Regions from separate parts of the Zea mays genome. Here all the other regions are linked to region 3. A link is a contact called in public Hi-C data. All regions are on one chromosome and are shown on one strand. The core of a region is the stretch at or near the end of the contact, and the rest is flanking DNA. Distances in the headings are between cores, read along the strand shown.

The links. A called contact is a pair of places that touch in the nucleus more often than the background predicts.
Region 1: a Hi-C map of ear shows a contact between it and region 3, with 1.9 times the contacts expected there. The contact joins the promoter of LOC100381639 here to the promoter of LOC100278506 in region 3. A contact is called at or near these places in 2 of 25 Hi-C or Micro-C datasets (bundle sheath and ear).
Region 2: a contact with region 3 is called in a Hi-C map of endosperm, with 2.2 times the contacts expected there. The contact joins the promoter of LOC100280772 here to the promoter of LOC100278506 in region 3. A contact is called at or near these places in 3 of 25 Hi-C or Micro-C datasets (ear, endosperm and tassel).

The regions. Positions count from the first base shown.
Region 1 is chr5:211,140,454-211,144,289 of Zm-B73-REFERENCE-NAM-5.0, reverse strand. It overlaps LOC100381639 (Delta(12)-fatty-acid desaturase), which reads left to right and starts at 2,103. Exons shown (of 2, transcript NM_001174454.1): 1 at 2,103-2,199; 2 at 2,308-3,641. The coding sequence starts at 2,312. The coding sequence ends at 3,433.
Region 2 is chr5:211,245,676-211,249,333 of Zm-B73-REFERENCE-NAM-5.0, reverse strand. It overlaps LOC100280772 (protein translocase/ protein transporter), which reads right to left and starts at 2,115. Exons shown (of 3, transcript NM_001153694.1): 1 at 2,005-2,115; 2 at 1,494-1,911. The coding sequence starts at 1,797.
Region 3 is chr5:210,871,186-210,875,242 of Zm-B73-REFERENCE-NAM-5.0, reverse strand. It overlaps LOC100278506, which reads right to left and starts at 1,305. Exons shown (of 1, transcript NM_001151762.2): 1 at 209-1,305. The coding sequence starts at 1,080. The coding sequence ends at 505. It overlaps LOC100193755, which reads right to left. Exons shown (of 5, transcript NM_001138841.1): 5 at 3,274-3,977. The coding sequence ends at 3,543.

The DNA of each region.
Region 1 (3,836 bases), core at 854-3,353, 270 kb before region 3:
TTTCTCGGGTACGCATGAGTGAGGACAAAGTGCGCACAAAAGACTCGTGTTGGTCTGTGGGGGCAATATATGATCCTAGAGAGCTGTCAGGAGTAAGTACCGCTGGTCCAGGGTTGAACGGGGTGTTACATAAGCAAACCATATAATATTTAGAAAAATATCTTCTTATGTTATACTCCTCTTCTATCTCTTCGGTATTTTTTTCTTATGTAATTTTAGTTGCTTGGTCAATATGTTTAAGGTAAATTCATGTTAACTTTGTAAATTGTTCAAACAATTTTGAATGAGTCATCCTCTGTATCGCCTTATGTTATACGCCTTATAGAGCTTATTCATTATGCTCTTCTCCATGGGAGAGGACTCACTGCTACTCGTTGCTGACTCCTTCCTTTGTGTTGCACTCTTGCCCTAACACTACCAATATGGCATGTTGGTTCGACACTATCTAGTGTTGTAGAGCTATAATCACCTTCTATGTTGAGATGGGATTTTTTGCTCTCATCGCTAGAGTCGTTATCATCGTGTCATGTGCACCATTTGTGCTGATGACGAAGATCGTGCCATATGTGCTCTGGTTTGAAGTCCTTTTCACATGGCTTATTGCAGATGCTCTCATTTGTTGCTTCGAGGAGCATAGCATCATATGCTCTAATCGGTCAAGCTATAGACAAGTGTTTGTAGATGCCATTAAAGAGGGTAACCTTGTGGTTGCTCATTGACCACTGATCCTTCCGTTGTTTGAGGCTACAGTGTTGAGGATGTTCCATGGTGGAGTTGTTTGTGCTGGCTATTTGGCCCAACAAAACCAATCCCTTCTTGTCGTTGCCCTCAATTGAGTCCACAGAGTGCAGTAGTCACACATGGATCAGATTCATGGACTCAAAGAAACGTTACTGTTAGCCTCGTGTATTGTCCAGATGACATCCATTTCTTCTGTGGTAGCGCTCATGTCCCATCAGTTTTTTTACAATCGACGAGCCATTCTTCTCTGCGCTCATGAGCCATCAGTTGTTCTTTTCCAGCTTTTATTTAAAGTACGCCCTTTTTTTCTTTCCGAAGCAACCATGCCTTGATGACTTGATCACCCACTTCTCCTGGTCCTACTACAGGCCTACAGCTATCAGACAACATTTCGACCTCACATAGAGGATTCCTTGGGAGAGATCCACGCTGCTAGAAGGAGCAGCATCACTCCATCCGGGGCCTTTCTCGGTAGCATCCAGACTACCAGCATGATGAGCATCCAGACACCGCCGAATCATAATAAACTGAACCAGTTAAGTGTGCAATTCTCATTTCTCAAAACATTAACTATATCAGCATTTAAAAAAAAGACATACCTTTGTATAATGACAAAATATATTTCAAAGAATTCCATCACTAGAAGGAAACTTTGTAAAGATCCGGTTAATGGCAGCTTAGCATCACGCCATCACCACACCAGAACCTATAACTCAAAGGCCAAGCCCCTAAAGCTGCAGGTCTCAGAGCCGACCAAAGGCCATCATGCTATCCCTCAGGCCTCAGCTCCGCAAGACGCTTTGGAGACAAGACGACCGCAGTCGGCAAACAGGATAGCACTAGAAACAACAGTCCCAGGTGAGACAACTCTGGGGAGAATGCCATGTATAACTATCTATTGCTAGGCAAGAAGCGAGGGAAGGAACAAACTTACGTATTTTGCACGTGATGTATGACGCACAAAACTAGTGCTTTGAATAAGTACAAATATTAAGATGCACATGGACCTAAGGGTTCAAAGATGTGTTTGATTCTTTTAGTCACCATCTTAAACTTTAGTAAATAAACTTTAATCCCTAATTTTTTTATTCTATGAGGTATTGTTTAGTTATATAGTGTTTGTTTAGTTATAGTGTTTGGTAGTTTACACACTAAAGTGACTTAGCTTTAGTCACTAAAGTGACTTAACTTTAGTCACTAAAGTTTAGGAGGAGGAGTGATGCTGCGTTGTTATATACTCACTTCGCTTTATTTTTAGTTGTCGCTGGATAGTTTAATTTTGCACTATGCAGCGACAACTAACACGAAACGGAGGGAGTATATATTATGTTGCTACCTATAGCTATAGCTAGCTAGTACATGGAAAAGGCCGCGGTAACCGCATCTGCCATTTGCCTGTTTGCTTTGCTCTCTTCCAGGCCAATCCGTAAGTTAGGGATCCAAATCAGTAGCAACTTGGTAGGTTAACTTTTTTATGATATATATGGTAGCTTTTTGATCGATTGATGTCGCCGCAATGTTTTTTTTCTTGAATCTTGCTTGATCATCTGTATTTTGTGTCAGCAGCAAAATGCGTGCCGGTGCCAGGTTGATCGAGAAGGAGCAGCAGGAGCAGCGCGCACCGGTGGAGAAGCCTCCGTTCACCTTGGGTCAGATCAAGAAGGCCATCCCGCCACACTGCTTCGAGCGCTCGGTGCTCAAGTCCTTCTCCTACGTGCTCCGTGACCTCGTCACCGCCGCGGCGCTCCTGTACTTGGCGCTGGTCACCATCCCGGCGCTCCCGAGCCCGCTCCAGTACGCCGCCTGGCCGCTCTACTGGATCGCACAAGGCTGCGTGTGCACCGGCCTGTGGGTCATCGGGCACGAGTGTGGCCACAACGCCTTCTCGGAGTACCCGCTCCTCGACGACATCGTTGGCCTGGTGCTGCACTCGTCGCTGATGGTCCCGTACTTCTCGTGGAAGTACAGCCACCGGCGCCACCACTCCAACATTGGCTCCCTGGAGCGCGACGAGGTGTTTGTGCCCAAGAAGAAGGAAGCGCTGCCGTGGTACACGCCGTACGTGTGCAACAGCCCCGTGGGCCGTCTGCTGCAGATCGTCGTGCAGCTAACCCTCGGGTGGCCACTGTACCTGGCCACCAACGTGTCGGGTCGCCCGTACCCGCGCTTCGCCTGCCACTACGACCCCTACGGCCCGATCTACAGCGACCGGGAGCGCGCCCAGGTCTTCGTCTCGGACGCCGGCGTCGTGGCCGCGTGGTTCGGGCTGTACAAGCTGGCGGCGACGTTCGGGTTCTGGTGGGTGGTGCGCGTCTACGCCGTGCCGCTGGTGATTGTGAACGCGTGGCTGGTGATCGTCACCTTCCTCCAGCACACCCACCCGGCTCTCCCCCGCTACGACTCCAGCGAGTGGGACTGGCTGCGCGGCGCGCTAGCCACCATGGACCGCGACTACGGCGCCCTCAACCGCGTGTTCCACAACATCACCGACACACACGTCGTGCACCATCTCTTGTCCACCGTGCCGCACTACCACGCCGTGGAGGCTACCAAGGCGATCAAGCCCATCCTCGGCGAGTACTATCAGTTCGACCCCACCCCCATCGCCAAGGCGATGTGGCGCGAAGCTAGGGAGTGCATCTACGTCGAGCCCGAGAACGGCAGGGGCATCTTATGGTACAACAAGTTCTAGCCGCGCTTAACTTGATGCGGAACTCAGGACTTAGGTGATCGCCCATACTTTCGCCGGAGAATTGGGAGAAGAAATCAGGAAGAGAGAGTGAGGTAAAAAGAAGTCGTACCGATAGTATATATATGGGCACATAAATGGCTTAGTGCACTGTCATTGCATGCTAGAGCTGCCATCAATAACACCTATAGACAAATAAAAATTTCAATGTAATGTGTCTGTGCCCATGCATGGCTGTGAGCTTTGGTCAGTTCCGAGTTGTTTTTCTTGTCCGCGTTTCAGGGCATATTTGCTTGCTGCAGCCTGCAGCTGTGGTGCATCAAGGCACGTTTGGATGGAACCTTGGGGCTGTTGCATCATTGCATGGGAAAAATGACTGCCGTCATCTGGGAAAAAAACGGAACAT
Region 2 (3,658 bases), core at 866-3,365, 370 kb before region 3:
AAATCTACAAATATATCTCACTTGTTTCCAAACTAAATAATTTGAATGTTACTTATAATTGTAGTTTTATGGTTTGACCAACATCTTGTCATAAACATGTTTTAATGACCAGAAGGAGTACGTTCAAAGCTAAATTGCTTATTTGGTGGATGAAATGTTGTGCAGATGCTCACCCACATCATTGCTTATTAGCCCTTATTTGTAACTAAACTTGACTGATGTTACAAGCAAACACTAAGGCATCGTTTGGTTCACATTTTGTAATGCAATGGGTAACTGATAACGGTAAATCATGTTTGTTTTAGTTCAACCGTAATCAGATACCACACTAAAAATTGATACCGGCCTATTCAAACTTGTTACCACCGGTACTCGAGTGTAAACCATTACCATTTACGTTACATTTCGTGAACCAAACAACACATATGATGTTACACTAATTTATCACCACACACAGTGCTTTATACACCAAGATCATCTCCACCCATAGAGGCATTTAAGAAAGTTGTAACTCATATTACTAGAGTTTCCAGTGAGAAGCAAACTGGAGTGAATAAATAACATATAAAATCAGTTTCTAAGTAAATGAGCACGATATCATTTTACTGTATGATAGATTATGTAGGGTAATACTCCTATCTCATAATAACAAGATGTTCTACAAATTCAATGGCCTGTTATGCATAGTTTGAACCATAGGTTGCAATGCTTGAAGAAGAAACTTGTTTACCCCAAATGACAGTACCTATGGCATAATGCTCAGTGCGATCATTTCTAAACCAGGGAACACAAATTGGACAATGGAGCGAATATTATGAAACAACTGTTTGACCCGTATCTGTCCACACAATAACTCTTACTGTGTAGTCACCAGAAGTCACTAGATATAGGAGCACAAACTATGCCGTCATCCATATTTAGGGTGAACCAATCCAAAATGCTCCAGACACCCAAAGAGTAATAATTTCAAATCACATATTTCTCTTTGCAATTTACCGACACAATGTGTGCACTGATCTACAGACACAATGTGCAAGCTAACAAAAAACTGTTAACTATGGACGTTATGTTCATGGGACTATTGACAAAGCAATGTACAATGGTACAAGAGCTTTCTTTTAATTGCTACAAGGGTTATGCCTATTCAGTGACATGAATAAACAACATTTCCAGTGACTCAGAAAAAGATACAACTAAACTATGCATCAATTTGATCCCAAAACCCAGAACTACTCCTTTATGATTTGAGCTCAAGCTTCACTAATTAGACCCAACAATCACCCATAACCTAGCTGACTTATACCATCACATCATGTCAAATATATGGCAGTGAGTAACAATCTCAATTCCCACTTCCCAGTTAACCTCTACATGTCTGCATGCCAGTATCATCAATAAGTAAGAAATTTAGGGCATCAGAAGCGACCAGAAACTAAAGCCAAGGCTTCCCAGGTGCATTTGTTCCCTTGTTAGAAAGGGTTCGAGTTTCTAACCTCTGTAGCCGCAGACAGAGGCTCCGGCAACGAACGCGCCGACGGCCCCGTTGACGAAGTCGCGCTTCTTGCGCTGGCTCTGCACGAGCTGCTCGACGCCGATGTAGAGGCCCCCGATGGTGGCGAAGGTGGCCCCGTAGGTGCCGCACATCTTGAGCGTCCGGATAAGGCCAGGGAGCGCGACGTGGCGCTCCACACGGGGCACGTCGTACCAGGTGGCGACGACGGTGCCCCAGATGGTCCCCGCGGCGAGTCCTGTCACCGCACCCTTCATCGTCTTCGTCAGCGGCGAGTCATCCTCCATCCTCGTTCCTCCGGTTCCTGCACGACAGGTGCAGCGAATCAAAGCCGCACGTGACTCGGGCGGGATCCGGCGAGCGCAACCCTCCCTCGGCGGTTGGCAGAACGAGATCGGGATCTAGCAGCACCGTGCACTTGGCTTAGATGGGCGTTGGGGGTGAGGCTGGCCCCTTGTTGGGAGAGGAGTTCAGCGGAGAGGGGAGCGGGTTACCTGTCTCGAGACTGCGCGGTGTGTGCCGGCGGCCGTCGAGTGCCGAGGCGGGACGGAGAAGGCTGAGGGTTCAGGGGCGGACGGCTGGAGGTCTCGGGGTAGAAATGGAATCGCCAATCGCGTCGTTGGGAGACGAGAGAGACACAGGAAGAGGAGCAGCGCCGTAGGAGTGGGGAGCCCGGTCGCGGCGGCGTCGGTGCCGGGTTCCGGGCCTGTTTTGCGCGTGGGCTGCTTCGCTGCTGCGGAAAAGCCTGGTCTGTCTACGTGGGCCTTACAAAAGGATCACGTTAGAAATTCAGACGCAGAGTAGCGAGTACGTAGCAGACTAGCACATGTACATCCAATTTTTTTTTAAAAAAAGTACATCCAGATTCAACTAATTAATTAATCACTCACTCGGTTCCAATTTATAAGTTGCAGCTATTAGGCATCTTTAATATAGAGATCTTTGATCTGGATGGGGGTTCAGCATGTAGCCATGTACAACAGAAGTTAGCCTGTTTTCTTCAAGTACTCGGATTCTGTCTGGCAAGCAACCCCAACCCCCAGACGCACAGTTTCGTTGGACTGAGTCAGGAACCAGGATCCGGAACCCTGCATGGATGGGTAGCTGGCTATTGCCTGGCAGGCAGCATCCAAACAAGCCTGAATTACGAAACCTACCCTGCCAGCTTCATGTTGTTCTCTTGTTCTTCTTGTTCTTCAATCCAGCTCCCTGCTCGGTACCGGTCGGTTTATCGAAACCGCCTTGATACAGTTTCAGATAACCACCGTTTTTTAAAATTTGTTCTAATTCAAAAAATTTTAAAAAAATCATAAACCCTGAAAACCGCCGGTAAACCGTTTTTTGGACCGGTAAACCGTTATTTTAGACCGGTAAACCACCATTTTTTGCCGGAAAACCGGATTTAATGTTAAGATTGACTTCCACTTTAGACATTTAGCGGTCAATTTAGGCATATTAGTCTTGTTTACTGTTATATGCTATATATGAAGATGAAACCCGTATCTCAAGTCAAGTTTAGGTATTTAGTGGTCAATTTTGGTTTCATTTCCTATCCAAGATGGAATCCGTAGATCAAGTAGCTTCATTTCTCTAACTATTCGTCTGGACAAGATCCAATCTAGAACTTTTAGCTCCAGTTCTTCTTTATGTGTTCCTAAGATTTGCTAATCAGGAGAAAAGTCCAACACTTGGTGAGGTGCACATGCAATACACAAACACCAAACACACATACATGTATGTTTTTTTTGCTTTGTGTATAAGTATTTATCTGTCGTTTTTGTTTTCTCGCTAATGTATCTCATATCTTTTGTATAGACCTGTCACTATCACTATGACGGATTGGAACAATATCACGATCCTTCCAACATGCCTGAGTACTATCACTATGACTCGAGCTGAACATGTGAGTATTGTGAAATAAAGTTGACCTATGTGTCGTTGTCTCGTTGGAGGATTGTAAAAGAACTTGTATTTGAGTATTGCGAACTTCGCTGGTTGTTTGTTGCATGAGAACTGAAGTTTTTGGTTGCATATGTATGTTGTATGTTATTTTGGTGAACGCATGTCGTGTGGATTAATTAATATTTTCTGTGCAATGTGAATTGAGCAAATTACAGATAAATCCTGTCAAAATTTTCCAATTTTTTT
Region 3 (4,057 bases), core at 56-2,555:
TTTCCAGCTGTTTTTGCGTCGCATTGACCAGGAGTAGTACAGGCTTCCAGGAAACGCGTGCACCGACACCCATACATGCTGGCAGAATGTTACAGGTTCGCTGGGCAGGGCAGCCGATGAAAAGACACATCAGATCTGGCTGAGAGCCTGAGACTACTCAAGAACCGAGGGGCACAATTTGCATCAGTTTTATTTAACAGTACAAGATCAACAAAACATTTTACATTTACATCGTCCAAAGAACGAACCCAAAAGAATAATATAAAGAAAGAACGGGCATGTAGTATAACACTTGTTCACCTCTACAGGGGCACTAGATCTACACAGATCACAGAACGGTAATCCTACATTCCATTTCATTCATCATCAATTCAACGACATCTTCACCGTCGATCTCACGCACCTGTAACCTGAATCTTCTTCTTCCCGCGCCTCTCAGCGCTCTCCATCCCTGGATCTGGAGGAGACCGGCCGCAGACGGCACCGGCAACCGCGAGACGCTGCCTAGTGCGCCATGGCGTGGCCGGTGTGGTGGAAGCTCTGCCGCTGCGCGTAGGCGAACGACGCCGCCGGCTTGCACTGGACGCTGTGCGCCGCCGCGGCCGACGACGACGGCAGGGACTGCTGCTTGTGCGTGGTGGGGAGCGAGTGCGCGGACGCGACGAGGCGGCGGACGCCGGACCGCATCTTGAACAGGATGTGGGCCCAGGTGCCCCTGCTCTGGCGGCCCAGCGCGGCGACCTCCTCCTCGTTCATCTCGAGGTCGCCCGCGAACCCGGGCTTCTTGGACAGGAGCCAGCCGACGCCCCACTGCCACCACTGCCTCAGGGAGCCGCCCCCCGCGGCGAAGGCGGCGCCGAGGGAGGGCGCCGACTTGGAGCGGCGGAACGCCCACTCGGCGGCCGACGCGGAGGAGATGGGCTGGATCTTGCCGGAGAAGCTGGACAGCCGCTTCCTCAGGCCCATGAGGTGGCTCTCCTCCTTGCTCTTGCCGCCGCCCTGGAAGGTGGGCAGCTCGTCCTTGAGCGGCCTGGTCGGCAGGAACCTCGCCTTCTGGATGTTCTCCAGGATGGTGGCCATGGCCGGACCCGACGACTAGAGTCTAGTAGAGGCAAGCAAGCAAACCAAATAGAGAGAGAGAGAGAGAGACGGAGGGGAAGAGAAGAGGATGTAGAACCAAGCTCCAAGCCTTCAAGAGGGGAGGGCAATGGCTTGGCTTTCTCCTCCTGCTCTCTCACCCCCCAGATCAGATCTTTCCCTGCCTTCTTTTGATGGAGGACGGGAGGAGGAAAGGAAGGTGAGGTATGCGTATGCGTTGTGCTGGCGCGGTGTTTGTGCCGCAGCCACAGCAGCTTGCCTCCGCCTGGACAGGCTGGCTTTATTCATGCATGAGGGGGACACCAACGAGGTGTGCAGTTGAAAGTTCCTCGTAGCTTTTTTGTGAACACAAGAACGTGCTATAACGCGAGGCGACGTGAATGATGAATTACCAAAACCCCTTTTTTTTTTTTGCCTTCCTGCGACTCCTCCAAGTCAGGCAGCTCAGACACACTGGAGCCGTGTTGGCAAAAATGATGGGTGGCGGCAGCTGCTGGTGCGGTGCAGGCCTCGATACGGCCACCTGGCAGCAGCTTTTGACGTCCACCAAGTGGTGTGCTGTCCGGTCCTGTGTAGGTTGGTTCAGCTTCAGCAGCTCATGCCACCAACTCATGTCAACAGCTGCCCTCTGTCTGATTATTTGGGGGATTTTTAAAACTGCGCTTTTATCTCAGCATTGCTGCTCAATTTTCTCCTAAAAATGAATCATCCATTACTACTGTACAGGCACAATTTTGAAAATCATCTCAAACAACATGAGCTTTAAATTGTTAGACTGCATCGAACAGCTTATCGTCGTGCAAAACACTGTTTGTTCGCAGATTACAGTTTAAATATAGAGATAAAGATAGGTAGCGTCCTTCTATAGAGTGGAATGGTGACGGGTGAGTTTTTTTTCACTTCTTCACGAGACCTACCTTGTTCGGTTGCATCTTTGCGGGGGGATAGAGGATTGAGTGGCACTAAATCATTTTCTATTTAATTTTAACTAAAAGACATTTAATCGTATCTAATCTTCTTCAATCCACTTTTAAAACGAACAAACAATGAGGCATGGATGTATCTTTCTTTTTTTGAAGGATGCAGTTATAAGGCTGTCTCCAGCAGCCTATTCATCTTATCTCACATCTCATCTCATATTTTAAAATTCACCCTGCAACATTGCAGGCTACATTGTGAAACGGTGTTTTATGTGATCATATGCATAATATGCCGGAGATAGGTTGAGAAAAAGAATAAACCGAAGCTGCATCTGTTTATTTGATTAACGTTTACTTAAAAAAAGTTGGGCAGCTGCGGGCGCACCGAAGGATCCACATGAGAACATGGGGAGGAGGCGCTGGGCCAATGAAACTTGTCTGTCCCCGCCTGCTACCGAAACGTTTTGTCATGTTTGGGCTCCGCATCGTACGGACTAGTAGGCTTTAAGGTAGAGCTTTTTCAGCAAATGCTTCTCCACAGCCAATCTACCTTCACAACACATCCGGGTGGTGCAAGACTGCAAGCTCTCTACATAAAAACGTACAGTACAAGTTATACCGCACGGTGGTTACACTTCATGTCTGCGGCTACCATCGTTTTTGCGGTGATGTTTTCCTACGAGAGATGTTGGCCGAGAGAATGCAGTCAGGACGACCCAGGAGGACTGAAGAAGAACCGCATAGGCACAGGCGCTAACTCTGCAGCTCGTGCGGCTCATGTACATGGCTGCGGTTCGCAGGTCCATCTCCGACCCTGACCCAGCACTCGGCCCTCACCTATTTCCCTCTCTCCCTTTTTCGGTTGCTTCCGCTCGCCGCCGACACTGATTTTTATTGAATGCACGGCAATGGTAGGTTGGGGAGGGACTGGGGGGAGGTTGGTGGAAGAATCAGAAGAGTGGTGGAGCTCAGCTGAAGCTTGGACCTCATTGTTTTCGTGGGCAGTATTTTAGGTCCGGTTTCGGTTACTCCGTCCGTCGTCAGCCTAACATGCCTATTCCAGGACTTCCGGTTCAGACGCCAGGGGAGCACTGACCATTGGACTTCTCTGTAGACACAAGAAAGACACGTGCAGATGAACTGGCATAGCAGGCAAGGAAAACGAGCTGGGTTTTTTTTTCAGCTTCGACGTATCAATATCAATAATATCATACGGTTCGTATACGGCGTTAGATGTGCGACAGCCACCAAATTTCTGCTGGAGCATCAGTTGCATTTGGATCTAACAATGGCTAGTTACATTACAGCTCATCCAAGAAAGCGACCTGTTAAACTTTCACCAGTTCACAGTATCACCACAAAGTACATCCGATCCGACCACAGGCAGATGTCAGGAGGGATACGATCTGGGGATTGCTCATACGCCTGACGCCTCCTCCTCAATAAAAACCAAGCATGAAGCTTGGAAGTTGGAACCACTGTTACAGGATCCGCAGTGTACGTACATGTGAACCAAACACGAATTCACGCTCTGCCTCTCTTGAGAAGGTACCGGAGGGAGAAGTACCCCAGAGCGAAGGTCTGCCAGAACCACCCGGCAGCGTTCCTCGGGTCAACCCTTCTCGCCAAGAACCAGGCGTACACGGCTTCGCCAGCATGCAGTGCGATCGCTACCGCCAAGACCAGCCGGATCACGAGCATCGAGCGGAAAACAAACATGTGGACGTCGAGCACCCATTTCAACGGGCCGACTGGCGGGAGGCAGGCGGCAGAAAACACGGCCAGCATCCCGATCGTTACGGCCAGCCAAGTAAATATGGTCGGGCCATCCAGCTCCATTCTCTTCCGCTCTTGCCAGTACGAGATCGTTGCGGCCAAGCCTTCGTGGGGCCTCACAATGGGCACGTAGCCGAGCTCCTCTCTAGCTTTCAAGAACGAAAAGTAGTGTGTGACACCAACCTGCAAGCAACATCAGATGATTATTTACAGATGCCTGGATATTGGCATTCGTACCTTAACCTTTGTCCAACATCAAACAA